2 separate regions of the Mus musculus genome follow, and region 2 is linked to region 1. Evidence: chromatin contacts called from public Micro-C data. All regions are on one chromosome and are shown on one strand. The core of a region is the stretch at or near the end of the contact, and the rest is flanking DNA. Distances in the headings are between cores, read along the strand shown. Region 1 has its middle 6.8 kb from the start of Gm53062. Region 2 holds the start of Sdhaf4 (succinate dehydrogenase complex assembly factor 4).

Region 1 (7,454 bases), core at 1,947-4,446:
TGGCATTTGTAAAGACCCTGGATTCAGCCCTCTCATCCAGGGTTTGGGGCCATAACTGAGAGAGTAGAAGTCATAATGAATTCTAATTAGTCCTCTGAGACAAAGCATTTATACAATCACTGAGATACCTGTTACGATCCGAAGGAGCAAAATATTCTGAGCAACAGGTCTGCAACTTTGTACGAGTGACTGTAAAATGCTACCCTTAGTTTCCTGAACAAGGACCATCAAAGACGTTAATCAAAGACGTTAATCACCGGAAATGCACAGGAACTAATGTAAACAGAACCCACAATAAGGAGGAGAATAAAATCCCTGCCAAGCCGAGTACATTAAAGTGTTGCTTGGACCTTCTCAGAAAAGAAAAGTGTCGGTGAGCAGTGGAGAGAATCAATGTTGTGCTGAACTCAGCAGGGCAGCCCAGTGAACTCCACAGCCAGTCTGGCTTCCCTCCACCCCAAACCAGGCTTAGAGTGGAGAAACAGCTGAGTTCCAGGGGATGGGGAATAGGGAGTGGCTGCCAGTCATGTGTGTCTGTGTGTGATGTATGATTGTGTATATGTGTGTGTATGTGTGTATTACATCAGGAATGACTCAATATAGGTTGATTGATGGTCCCTTTATGGGAAAAAAAACTAAACTAGGCCTAACTTCTAATACAGAAACAATTGCAGCTAGGGCAGAAAGCATCTAAGCCAGTGTTGCTTAAATTTCCTGGTTACTCATTATATGAATAACCATCTCTTTTGCTCATCTCAGCAATACTAAAATGATCACTTGATGGTAAATAAACTAAAAGATCAAAATTTAAAACTTTGGGCCATGTCAATTTGATTCACTTTTATCTGCGTATTGCTGTTAAGGACTTGGCTCGGCCCTTCAAGCTGCTTTCTGGAGACTCTCGGGTTAAAAGCTTTAGGAAATATAACATGTAAAGCAGAGTGGGTTATGAGCTATTAAAAGTGATGCTGATAAAACTCTAGCTCATAGAAGTCCTCCATTACTTCCTTACCAATCACGTATCCTTCCTTACTCCTCACTGGCTGGAATTATACACCAACGATGAGGTAATGGTATTATAGAAATGTATGCATGCCATATTCTCCAGGGTGATGAGCAACTCCTTATTTACAAGAAATTAGAGACATAATGATGGTGAGAAGGATACATATTAAACCGCCTACTGGTAAAGAACCTATAGAACTAATAGTGCCACAAAACAAAATGCAGGGAGATTATTTGTTCCAAAGAGACTAACTGGCAGGTTGCATCAGCATGATACTCAGACTCTATAGAGAATCACCATGCTTAAGATCCTTTGAAGATACCTCATGGGCATTGTGTAAAATCACATCGAAACATCCTGTAAAGAGTGCTGTTTTGCTGGGCGTGGTGGCGCACACCTTTAATCCCAGCACTTGGGAGGCAGAGGCAGGCGGATTTCTGAGTTTGAGGCCAGCCTGGTCTACAAAGTGAGTTCCAGGACAGCCAGAGCTATACAGAGAAACCCTGTCTCGAAAAACCAAAAAAAAAAAAAAAAAAAAAAAAAAGAGTGCTGTTTTAAAACTTTTTTTCAGATGGCCCTTCAGAAGGACAAGGAGCTCATGTTTTATATAAACCATGTGTTCAAAAAAATAAATAAATAAATAAATAAATAAATAAATAAAGCTGTGCCCTCTCTGAGTTCTAAAGCTCAGCAGCGTAAGTTTGCTGTAATCGGTCAGCTCTTATTAGCTATTTCTCAGCCATTGATTGGTGTAACTGACCCCATGTACATATTAGCACATATTAGGATAGGGATGCGCTGAGTGGGACCTGGCATACTGTGAGAGGAGAGGGATGTTGCAGAAGGGCTATAAATGAGGAAAGGGAGTGATGGGAGGGAATATTTGGAACGGGGTCCTCGAGGATGGAGTCTAGTAAACAGAGTCGGGAAGGATTGGGTATGAGTAGCTTGGAGACAGAAATGGAAGAAGAATTTAGTGTTCTTCCTCAGGTGAGTTTCTGGGATGGTTTGTATATGCCCAGGGAGTGGCAGGATTAGAAGGTATGGCCATGTTGGAGCAAGTATGTCACTGTGGGTATGGGTTCTAAGTCTCCCATTTTGTTTCCTTGAAGTCAGTATTCTGCTAGCAGCCTTCAGATGAAGATGTAGAAATCTCAGCTCCTCCTGCACCATGCCTGCCTGAAATGCAGCCCCGTTCCCTTCTGCCTTGATGATAATGGACTGAACCTCTGAACCTGTAAGCCAGACCCAACTGCCGCACACTCTCTTGGTCCCTTGTCTGCGTAGAACAGGTCTCTGGTTACATGTGGACAAGGAGTCAGTGAATGAATGACAGACAGACACAATACAGGAGAGTGTGTAGAATCTGAATGTATTATCACAAAGTGAACACCAGTCTTATATAATACAGAAAACAAAGGGGTAGGATGTCATGGCAGGCAAAGTACATTGAAGTTACCTGACAGAAAACAAAGGAATGACTTCAAAAGGACTTATAGGAACCAGGTAATATTTACAGTAAAGATAAAACAGCCCTGCCTAGGGTCAGCTAATGACAGCTATGGATTTCACACTCTAGTCACAATTTGCTACTCCTTTGAGCCTTGTGAAAACTAGCACCAGGGGGTTCTGCTCTAGCAGACCTTATCATGAATAATGCAATACCACAACCCGCCCCCCCCCCATTTCCTAGGCCTTGATAAATTCTTGTATGAGTGAATGTAGTCTCCCCTCCCCCAGCCTGAAACCTGCTTGCTCAGGGGTGGAGCTTCCTGCTCATTCGTTCTGCCACGCCCACTGCTGGAACCTGCGGAGCCACACACGTGCACCTTTCTACTGGACCAGAGATTATTCGGCGGGAATCGGGTCCCCTCCCCCTTCCTTCATAACTGAGTGTCGCAACAGTAAAATTTGAGCTTTGATCAGAATAACTGTCTTGGCTACATTTCTTTCTCTCGCCACCTAGCCCCTCTTCTCTTCCAGGTTTCCAAAATGCCTTTCCAGGCTAGAACCCAGGTTGTGGTCTGCTGGCCGGACACAACATAACTGTTCTTTTAAGTATCTGTAGAGAATCGCCATTTGTCAGAAGACTTCACCAACTTGCTTCTAATATGCAATATAACCTGCTATACCTGGCTGTAGAGAAGATTCCTGTCTCAGTGGGATCCCTAGCTCTTTCAAGGTAAATCCACCTATTAGCTAGGCCATTGTGAATTCCCTTGTTTGGGTGAGACTGGCTACTGTCCTAAGTAATCACTCTGCAGACCAGCCCTGAGCTATTCTAGCTCCGTTCTTTGTAATGCCTAATTAGTTTCACCATCTCTACTAGAAGTAAATTTGAATGTTACTGAATAGGTAACCTTCTCACTGAATTCCTACTGAATTCCAAGTTTGTCAGCTTCAAGGATTTTCTAGGATGTTGGAACACTGGCGAAGGCTTAGCTCTGTCAGAATTCAATCTTTAAAGGCACTTATAAATAAAGTAATACTAAAAGAGAGCACGTGGATCCATACACCAGACTAATGCGGGGATAGGGTATGAGTATACAGGTTATGAGAACTCCAAGGTTCCAGGAGGTGAGTTTCTCTGAAACTCTTTGCCTCATGAGTGCTTCCAGGCTTCTCGGCCTGTCAAGCAGACTACACTGGAGTGTGCGTAGCACCCAACTAAATGTTGTTCTTATAAGAGTTGCTTTGGTCATGGTATCTGTTTATAGCAGTAAAACACTAAGACAGTTTCCTTGCTTTAAAAACAAAGGAATAATAATAACAACAGTAAACCAATCCTATTGGAACATGATAGTGATACCGAACTGCTGGTACTGTTGCCCGTATCCTGGAATACTTGCTAGGGACCCTACCTGCCCTTGAGGGTTGGAGCTGAGGTGGCACAGGATCAACAACACAGACTCTGGGGGCAGGTGAGAAACACTGCAGCAAGCCCATCTGAATGCTGCTGTAAGCTCCTTTAATACCCTCCACCACACCCCACTGGTCCCAAGAAAGCATCTCTTCTAAACAGCAATTCTCAATTGGCTGGCATTGCTGATGGTATCAACAATTCTTGGTCTCTCAGACAGTCTTTAATTAGGTCCTCCTGTAGGGAATTGCCTTTGTGGCTATGCAGGCCCCAGCATTTATGTAGAGGCAAGATGGCCACGCAGTTCCTCCTACACTAGTACCTCTGTCTCTACAGAATACAATCAGGAAGAGGCCTGCCTAGGAGCATAAGCCAGGAACAGCTGTGGCTGTTATTGCTAGGCAGCTACTCCAAAGCTGCTCCACACGATTGTACTGAGTTGGCTGTTACTGAGACCATAGAAGTTTCTCTGCTAACTTCTGGTCAGATTGCAAGTCCATCCAATGATGTGTTTGCAATATTAGCAAAATAAAGAATTTTATCTTGTCCTTTACATCAAAAATGGAGGCTCTGTAATTTCAGGTCTTTCAGGCAGTGAGAGCCCAAACCCCATGCAGAATCCTTTGTATTCATGTAGGGGGGGGGGGATTTTTGAGACAGAGTTTCTCTGTGTAACCCTGGCTGTCCTGGAACTCAGGCTATAGACCAGGCTGGCCTCAAACTCAAAAATCCACCTGCCTCTGCCTCTCAAGTGCTGGGACTAAAGGCATGCACTACCACTGCCCAACAAAAAAATAATAATCTCATCTTTTAAAACATCAGTATTACAAAAAACATAACAAAAAATAAAAAATAACATTGTAAGCAAACCTGGGATGGATTTGAGAAGAAAAATAAGAGTAAGTTGGAATCAAGAAAGTTTTTAAGAATATTTCTTCTGGATAATATGGTGGCAAAGGAATGCAAACATAATTACATGATTCTCAAATTCCCTTGGAGTCTGGAAGGAAATAAACCAGAAATGTAATCAGTATAAATTAGATTATTTTGGCCCCTCTTTGCAATGGCACCTTGTTTGTGGTGTTGTTCTGACATCAGTCATGAGCAGAGCTGATGGCTGTCCTTTGTTCATCCTAGCTTAATGCCTGGCTTGGTGGCCAAAGCTGTCTTATGCTTAGGACGCATAAAAATAGAATTAAATCAAATCCAGGCATCACAGTGCTAGAGGAGGAAGACAGACAGAGCTCTGTGGACTGACATGTCACCCACAGACCTGCCCTCCAGCACAAGGCACAGGCAGGTCACTTTCGATCATGCCAATATAGCTTGGATGGAGGATGTCACCCAGGGGCCTGCCAGTCTCGTGGCCAGCCTGCAGTGGCAAAGAAAGAGAATCGGAGCAGCTTGAACATTATGAAGACATGGAACTGGACCAGAGGGTGGAGAGTAGTCTGTTATGAGTGGCCAGCTCTGTCACCTGGGCCAGTGGTGAGCCAAAGCTGCAACTGCGGGCCATGTCTGAGTGACCATGCAGTGGCAGGGGCCAGTGTCCCTGGCTCATATCACCTTCAGAGAACACTGGGATGCCCCTGGTTGGGGGCTCAGCAGGGGTCCACATGGACGTACAGGGGCTATGCATAACTATCCCCACCCCTCAGTGGATGAGCTGGTCCCATCTCTCACTAGCGGCAGCACAGTAAAGCTGATACTGGTGGCTGGTGTGTGGGTAAACCAGCCCCATTCCGTGATTGTAGGAGAACTGACCCTGCCACTCGTCTTCTGTGGGGTGGCACTGGTGCAAAGATGATGCTTCCAATCCCCACCCCCTCCCCTTCCAGCAGTCGGGAAAGCTACCCATAGGGTCCTGAGCTCCAGAGAGCTCGCTCTGTCTCTCACCAGCAGCAGCGCTTGGGAGAGCTGGCCCTGAACCTCTCCTGGATAGCACAGCAAAGCTGACGTGGTGTGTGTGTGTGGGAGGGGGGGGGGGGTAGAATTCAGAAGAGCTGTCCCTGCCATTCTGCTGCCAGGAAGTGGTGCAAGTACAGGGGTGATATGCTCCTCCCCCCTGCACCTGACCTCCTTAGGGGTCATGGAGAGCAGGTGATCTGGCCCCACCCCTCGCTGACTGTTGCACTCAGAAGGGAACTTCACCTGGACAGTACAGTTGAGCTAGCTCCGATGCGGAAGGCACAAGTGAGCCAGCTCTGAGAGTGTGAGATTGGAAGAGCTGGCCCAGTCATCCCTCATAGGATGCAGCACTTGGGAGAGTGAGTCCCGAACCCTGACTGGGTACCACAAGAGCTGGCTCTAGAGGAAAGAATGTGGGATGATCTAGCCTACTGGGCATGAAAGCAGGAGAGCTGACCCTACCTCCGGCTGATGGCAGCATTGAGTAGTCTAATCAGAGAGGTACCAGAGAGCTCACCCTGGTAGTGTGGATAAGGAAGAGCCAGCTCAGGCTCAGAATTGGTCCACCCCAAAATCTATATCACCTGCTTACTGTTAAGACACATGAAACAGCCCCACTGTCCCAAAGCTGCAGGATAGCCATGACACCGGGCTACAACAGGATAACCGGGAGGAGTCCTGGAAGGACCCAATACTGACGGTGTCATAGAAGCCAGAGACCTTGAACCAGACCAACGGCACTTACTGATGAACATTGCAAATGAAGATGTGTGGCCAGCGGGGTATACTGTGGGACACACTGTGACACACTACAGCTTCCAGAATGAGATCTTTTCTATGCTTTGGGTTTGTTGTTCGTTGGCTTGCTTGTGTGTTTTACCTGGGGAGAGGGGGTTGCAAAGGTGAAGGGTAGATATGAGGGGACGGGGAGATGAGGGGGACTGGGGTGCACGATGTGAAACTCACAAAAAAAAATCAATAAAAATTACAAAAAATGATTATTTTGCAAATTCCACCTAAATTTTGGTGCAGCCTAAATAAATATGTTACATCAGAACCTTCCAGGGAGTTCTTCCTCCAGGAAAACAGTTCTACTTTGGTTTTGGTTTGGTTTTTGTTTCTTTTTCTTTTTATTAGATATTTTCTTCATTTACATTTCAAATGCTATCCCCAAAGTCCCCTATACCCTCCCCCCTGCCCTGCTCCCCTATCCACTCACTCCTGCTTCCTGGCCCTGGCATTCCCCTGTACTGGGGCATATGATCTTCGCCAGACCAAGGGCCTCTCCTCGAAACTGTTCTCCTTTGACATTGTCCACATATTTGTTTCATTTACATTATCAGCTGGATACTCATTTTTTCATACTTGCATCAAAAGAATGTAATCATTTTCCGAGATTTGTTTTAGATTTATTTTATTTATATGAGTACACTGTATCTGTTTCCAGACACACCAGAGAGGACATCAGATTCCTTTACAGATGGTTGTGAGCCACCCTGTGGTTGCCGGGAATTGAACTCAGGAGCTGCTGTCAGTGCTCTTAATCACTGAGTCATCTCTCCAGCCCTTTCTAAGATTTTTTTTATAGATTATTTTGTAGATTAAAAAAATATATTTTTTTTTAGGTTATTTCGCAGGTACTCCTGAATATCCTGCTAACTAGTAGAAGAGTCTTTTTGA
Region 2 (7,454 bases), core at 1,623-4,122, 34 kb before region 1:
TTTGTCCATTGCTTGGGTGCAAATATCTGCATCTGACTCTTTTAGCTGCTTGTTGGGTCTTCTGGAGAGCAGTCATGATAGCTCTCTTTTTTGTGAGGGCTCCATACCCTTGGTATTAGTGTCAAGCCTTGGAGCCTCCCCTTGAGCTGGATCCCACTTTAGGCCTGTCACTGGACCTTCTTTTCCTCAGGCTCCTCTACATTTCCATCCCCATAATTCTTTCAGACAGGAACAATTATGGGTCAGAGTTTTGACTGTGGGATGGCAACCCCATCCCTCACTTGATGCCCTGTCTTCTTGCTGGAGGTGGGCTCTATAAGTTCCCGCTCCCCAGTGTAGGGCATTTTATCTAAGGTCCTTCTCTTTGAGTCTTGAGAGTCTCTCACCTCCCAGGTCTCTGGTACATTCTGAAGGGTCCCCACAACCTCCTACCTCCAGAGGTTGCCTGTTTCCATTCTTTCTGCTGGCCCTCAGGGATTTCAGTCCTTCCCCTGACCCAATAACTGATCATGTTCCCCTCTCCACCCCTCCCCATCCCTTTTCCCTCGAAGGTCCCTCCGTTCCCCGTTGTGGTTGCTTTCCTCTCACTTGGGCCCTTCAGCTTGTTGACCTTTTTGTGTTCTGTGGGCTTCAGTATTCAGCGCTTTTTTTTTTTTTCCGGTTAGTATCCACTTATTAGTGAGTACATACCATGCATGTCCTTTAGAGTCCGAGTTACCTCACTCAGGTGATACATTGCCCAAGCCTTGTGTAGCTGGAGCAGAATTACAGGCATTTCACAACACTGGTACAGTGGGCCATAGCAGGCAGTGACAGGGTATGGTAGATTGTTTCTTCAAGTGGAAAGTAAAACATCGGAAGTGTCTAAGAAGTAACCGGGGTGTTTCCCCACTCTACTCTCGGGACTCTTTCAACCCAAGTTGATCTCTCAAGACTGATTTTTGGAGTATATGACATCTTTTAGGGACAGCACATCCAAGTATTTGATCACCTGGTTCCAAACCCCAATCAGCCCATCATCCTAGAAGGCCAGTGCCTGGAAGATGGAATAATTGATACGATCAGTGGATCCTCTCAATAGCAGTCCCCTGATTTACATCCACAGGAAAAAGTTCTTTTGATATGCAATTTGTGTAGGACACTTTATGTAGTACAAAGCATTCACTAGGGCCACAGGTGAACTGTATGAAAGGAAAGATAACCAGGAAAACAGTTTGTTATGAAAGATAATGCAGTAAGGGTGTACCTGGTGCTAACATGCCAAGGTGTGCCCCTGAGAATTTATACCATGCAATAGATCTCCTATTGGGGGTGGGGGGAGAAGGGGAGTAAGGACCTGGAGAAGGGTAGAGGCAGACATGTAGACGGTGGGAGCAGAGCTATGAGCGCAGAGAAGAGGATGGAGCACAGAGAAGGACAGAAAGGAATGTGGGAGCAGAGCTGGAGGTAGTAGCAGGGGAAGACAAGCTGTTGCTAGGTCCCTGGGAGGCGTCTAGTGGAATCGCCTATAATCTAACACAGTTCAAACATAATTATTTAAGAGCAAGTTGCTACCTTCATAATTGGATAGGTGAATTGATTCTCTTGAAGTCAGCTCTGTCTCCCAGGCTGCTTAATACTATAGTGCAGGTTGAGAGCTGGTAAGATGGCTCAGGAGTTAGGAATATGGGCTGCTCTTTCAGAGGACCTGAGTTCCATTCCTAGTAACCACATGGTGACTCAGGACTATCTATAGAGGGATCTGATAACCTCTTCTGGCATGCAGGTGTACATGTAGACAGCACTCCTGCATTAAAAACAAAAAATACAAACAACACAAAACCACTCTAGTGATGAAAGACACAGATCAAGTCAGTCACGAGTTGCTAAGTTAGTGGTGCTAGCCAGTAAGTCCTGGGAGGAGAAAGACAGTTCAATGTACATTGGTGCCTTTGTTCTTATCACTGTGGCTATTGTATTAATGGAGCCACTGAGAAACACAGCTGTGCTAGGAGGAAGGTGAGGTGATCAAGGTGTTCTTGGGGGTCAGCACTCTTGACCGCAAGATGGGAATTTAATGGACCACTCGTCTGACCAGCTATGAGTTTGGTTTGTTTTCTAATAATGGGGGGAAACTTTTAGCTGTCATATTTCAAGGGTTTTAAGCTCAATATTTTTAAAAGATCTCTTTTGTACGAGTGCTTTGCTGGTATGATGTAAGTATGTTTGCAATGTATGTTTGTATGTATGCAAGTTTGCATGCCATGTGTATGCCTAGTGCCAACAAAGTCCAGAAGAGTGTGTCAGACATTCCGGAATTGGGGTTAGAAACTAGTTGCCATGTTGGTGCTGGGAATAGAACCCAGGTCCTCTGAAAGAGAAGCCATCTCTCCAGCCTGTGTTTTAAAATAATTTCTAACAGATCCCTGTCATGGAACAATCTCAATAATCAATTCACATGACAATATTTGAACGTACTAAAATTTTTTCAAAATGTGGGAATCTTCAATCTAATTAAATGTTTTATGTTAGGTATTTTTAACTACAGATTTATGGAGCAATTAAATTAGGGTGATTCAAGTTTCCATCTCTGTATTGGACTTTGAACTTCCCTCCTTAAAGCATCATACACTAAGGTGGTGTGAACTCTAGAATTTATTACTTTCGTGCAGGCTTTTGGTTTTGTCTTTTAAGTCCATCGGAATAGCTAAGAGCGCTGCCCAGGTACTGCGCAGGACCAAGGGCGAGGACTTGTGAGGACAAGGCACTGCAGGATTACCCGAGGCAGTTGAGCAGTTGAGGATTTCCAGGGACACAACGAAGCTCCGCCCTTCTCTGCCCTCGTTGACGCCTGCGCAGAGGGCGCGGGCTCCCCTGTGGAGCGCCCCTCCCACCTTGGTGCGCGTGCGCAGACGCTGTGGGAGCCGGCGCAATGGTCTCCACGACCCTTTCCGTTTCACGGATGACTTTCGTCTGGAGAGCAGCAAGTAAGGCCATCCGCCCGGGGTCCTGAGAGTTGGGGGCCCGCGTGGGAAGCCGAGTTCCGAAATGCGAGGGCGCAGGCGCGGAGACGCTGCCGCGGTGGCTACAGAAGCATTAGCGGTGCTTGGCGTAGGGTTTTCGAAAAGCGCCTCGCTCTTAGATGCGGCTAGAAAAATACGGAAAAGACCAGTGTCATTAATTTACAGGTTTATTTACATCAAGAATAATTTATACCCGGACAAGGGACGCATGCCTATAGACCCAGCACTAGGCTGGCAGAGGCATGAGGATCTCTGAGTTCAAGGTCAGCCTGGTTCAAACGTTGGGGAAGTGCACACGTAGAGCAAAGAACAAAATAAAAATTTCACAAAGCCAAGAACTGTTAGAAGAGATGCCCTCGTCTTTCTGTAGAAGCTAAAGTTTTCAGAACTATTGCATTCTTTCTCAATATACCCCTCAATTATCATATCAAAGAGCACGCAGAATGCAAGTTTACTTGATGATAACCCTGAGAAGTTTTGTAAACCAAAGACAGAATTACTGCTTTCATAACAAGTGGCCTGGTTTTTATTTTACTTTTTAATGTTTCCCTTCACATATTTAATACCTGTTGGCTGCTAAAATCTTAAATGATCTGTGAGAATTATAGAAACCGAAAGGGTCGCTCCAAATCCTTATTACTGTTTATCCAGCATTCCAGTGTTTTGAAACAAAAGAAACATTAACAAACCCGTGTACAAATGTGATAGACCTTTTCCATTAAGTGCCTGTATGAGGTTTTCTTCCTGGAAAGGATTTTATGCTGATTGTATTCATTGCTTTTTCTAACAACTCACAGTTCAAGATCATACCACCCTGAAATGTACCCTCGTGGATACTTGGACAATTCTAGAAACATCAGTATAGGCTGCTACACCTGCTGGTGTGTGTTTCCCCATGCCCCAGCACAATGGATCCTTAATGGATGCTGATTTAATGATTCTGCTGTCAGGATCAGGGCAAGCCAGGTGCTTCCTTAGTCAAGGGATTGAAATTAAAACCCATACTGATTATAAAGTAGCAAGGACACTTTATTTAAACCAGAGTGAAGGAGGCCTGATTCGTTGCCTCTGGTCTTTTATGGAGCTACAGGAAGAGGATAAGAGTAAGGGGCATATAGCTTGGGCGGTTTGCACTCTGATTGATATTTTAGGCAGCATTATCAATTTTGTGTATGTTCCTTCCCATAATGCATCTGACTTCAATAATACACCTGCCAAAATTGGCATGACATAGTAAATAAAAGATTTTCCTTAAAGAAAAAATACACTTTTTTGGCTCAGTTTATCTTACTGAATGTTTTACTGGCTGGTTTTGTGCGCCAACTTGACACAAGCTGGAGTTATCACAGAGGAAAGAGCCTCCCTTGAGGAAATGTCTCCATGAGATCCAGCTGTAAGGCATTTTCTCAATTAGTGATCAAGGGTGCGAGGGCCCATTGTGGGTGGTGCCATCCCTGGGCTGGTAGCCTTGGGTTCTATAAGAAAGCAAGCTGAGCAAGCCAGGGGAAGAAAGCCAGTAAGAAACACCCCTCCATGGCCTCTGCATCAGCTCCTGCTTCCTGACCTGCTTGAGTTCCAGTCCTGACTTCCTTGGTGATGAACAGCAGTATGGAAGTGTAAGCTGAATAAACCCTTTCCTCCCCAACTTGCTTCTTGGTCTTGATGTTTGTGTAGGAATAGAAACCCTGACTAAGACAGTGAGTAAGCACCAAAACCCAGTATAGGCCAGATGGGCCTTTCTGGCCCTGTATTGGAACATGGGGAGAGTACAAATGAATAGAATCTGTCTAGGTTTGTTATTTAGAGAAGAGAAAAATCCCATTGTCCAAAGATGGATGTACATACATCCTGGTGTTTGGAGGTATCTTATGTCACTAAGAGGTTGTTAGGTGCATCTCTTGGAGAAAAGTATGTGTATTATAGTATATATACACATACGGAAACTAAGCTGCCAAGTACATTATTAGAAGAGGACTCTGTGCATAATCCAAACTAGGTGGAGTCTAAGGTTGCTGAACTATCTCCCCTGTGCTTGACTGTCTCATCGCTTTATAGCTCTTCTTGAAAACGTGTAACATTGGTTATCTCCAAGGCAGGGAAATCTCCTCTCCATGTAGAATGAAGGGAAATACCCCATCCGTGTAGAATGTATGTGTTCAGAAAGGAATTTTCACTGTATGCCTTGTCCTTCTTTCTCCATTAGGACCATCTCTTCTGAATCATTCTTTGAGGAAAATGAGTTATCAGGAAGGAAAGCCTGAGCCTGCGAAGCAAGCCCTTAAGAAGTCAAAGCTGCCACTCGGTCGTTTTGACTCACTGGAGGATTCACCCGAAGAGAGAGAGCCACTGCAGAGTGAGTAGTGGTTAGTAAACCCCTGTCCATACTTAACATGGCAAGGTCGATGCTCATTACTGGAAAAGGTGAAAGAAGTGAAATATGGTCATAATTGTTATTATCGGTTATAAAGGATATAGTGAGTAAAAATACCATGTGGACTATCCATATGTGTAGTTGTTACTTCTTTAAAAAAGTTTTCGGTTGGTGAGATGCCTCCGTGCATGAAGTACTTGTAGGACATGCATGAGGGCCAGAGTTCAGATCCCATCACCCTTGTGGTAGTGGCTGCGGCAGGCAACCCACTACAATTTCACACTCAGAAGACACAGTGGATCCCTGAGGCAAGTTGGCTACCTAGACTAGCTAAGTCAGCAATCGCTGAGCTCAAATGAGAGACCTTGCTTCAATGTCTAAGGTCGAGAACAGTGAAGGGAGACACCTGAAGTCAGTCTCTGATCTCAGCATGCACATGCATACAAGCACATGGGTGCACACACAGGAGCACACATACATTAAACATGCATACACATATACATACACAAGTACACATGCAACACCCCCACCACCACCAAAAAAAAAAAGTCTTTCTAGAGCTAGAAACGGTGGCACATGTCTGCAGTACCAGCACTGATGCCCGAGAATCGGGAATGTGAGAGCAGCCCAGACAACACAGACTGTCTCAAAAAAAAGGGCTTCTAAGTTCTTAGTACTCACTTGGTTTTGGGCAGGGGCGGAGTTGTTTGTTTAGTTGGTTTTTACTGTGCTTTTATTATTCAAAAGGTAAAACATGTAAGATGAGATCTTCTTTGATACAAATAACAAACCTGCATTTGTTGAGGAAACTTTTGGCTGTTACGAAAGAAAAAGAATCAGCTGCAGTACGATTATGATTACCGTTCAGGGGAAAGCCGAGGCAGCGTTAAGGTCCAGGGAAGAAGCTGGCCCTCAGAAAACAACGGGAACTGCGTATTCGAGGGGAGACGTCTCCCATTCTCTTAACTAATATTAAACCTTCCTTCATCCCGGGTCGCCTGTCAGCTGGAACTAAAGGAGAGGAGCCTCTCTTCGCTACTGTCAGTCCAGAGCAGCCACACGTGGGCTCGGCTCTCACTTCTGATCTTAAGCTCTCTGAGGAGAAGGCCGGCCTGTAAGCAAGTTCAGCTCAGATACCCACAGCCGAGCCCCTCAGAGTGACCGTTAGATGTTTAGAGAGGAAACAGCTCAACACGATTGTTCTCATGGCAACACGGTAGCTAAGGACCCAGGACAGGTAGCTTCAAGATGAGCAGGGTTGGTGCACACCCAGGTGAATCTCTTAAGTTCAAGGCCAGCCTGGTCTACAGAGCAAGTTCCAGGCCAGGCAGGGGGTACACCGAGAAACACTGTCTAAAAACAAACAAACAAACAAACAAACAAGGGCTGGAGAGATGGCTTAGTGGTTAAGAGCAGTGACTGCTCTTCCAGAGGTCCTGAGTTCAATTCCCAGCAACCACATGGTGGCTCACAACCATCTGTAATGAGATCTGACGCCCTCTTCTGGTGGTAATGAGATCTGATTCCCTCTTCTGGTGTGTGTGAAGACCGCTACAGTGTACTTATGTATAATAAATAAATAAACCTTTAAAAAAAAAAACAGAAGCAACAACAACAAAAAAGAATGAAGAGCTTTAAATGTAGTTATAAACTAAACATAATTTATCTTTGTTTTTATTTTTAATTTTAATACCTTAATTATGCATATATGTACATGCATGTCTCTTTCTGTGTGGATATGTGCATGCAGCCAGAACCGTGGGATCCCTGGAGCTGTTATGAAAACAGTCGTGAGTCCCCTGCATCGCTGCTAGGAAGCAAACTCTGGTTCCCCCAGCCGTTGCCCCAGCCCTGTCGTTCCCACTCTGATTGCATTGGGTGACTTCTCATGGGGAGACATTTTAAAAGCTCAGTCCACCTCAGATAGGGCACCAGTAGATCAAGGAAATGCTTCTGTCTAATTGAGCCGACAAGTGGTTTGTGATTGCCGGGAGGAGCATGGGGAAGGGGTGTCGTGGTTACTTTCTCTCATCACTAGGAAGGTATGTTTAGCTCACAGTTTAAGAAGGGGTGCAGCCCAT

What was found. Hi-C and Micro-C count contacts between places; a contact is called where the count stands out from the background.
Region 2: a Micro-C map of embryonic stem cells shows a contact between it and region 1, with 1.7 times the contacts expected there. The contact joins the promoter of Sdhaf4 here to the enhancer-like site in region 1. A contact is called at or near these places in 4 of 39 promoter capture datasets (the 3T3-L1 cell line, embryonic stem cells, macrophages and 1 more), 1 of 15 datasets of contacts at CTCF or cohesin (the NIH/3T3 cell line), 2 of 484 Hi-C or Micro-C datasets (B cells and embryonic stem cells), 5 of 115 datasets of contacts at active chromatin or transcription factors (bone marrow-derived macrophages and embryonic stem cells) and 2 of 9 other capture datasets (adipose tissue and liver).

Annotation. Positions count from the first base shown.
Region 1 is chr1:23,967,058-23,974,511 of GRCm38.p6, reverse strand. No RefSeq gene overlaps it. Among named protein-coding and RNA genes, the nearest start is that of Gm53062, 6.8 kb to the left of the region's middle. Within about 2 kb of position 3,196, at least 6 of the 459 cell types and tissues checked have an H3K27ac peak or open chromatin away from gene starts, as enhancers often do. A contact at or near this core is called in embryonic stem cells, where this site is marked.
Region 2 is chr1:24,001,058-24,008,511 of GRCm38.p6, reverse strand. Sdhaf4 (succinate dehydrogenase complex assembly factor 4) reads left to right here and starts at 2,872. Exons shown (of 3, transcript NM_026503.3): 1 at 2,872-2,966; 2 at 5,206-5,355. The coding sequence starts at 2,912.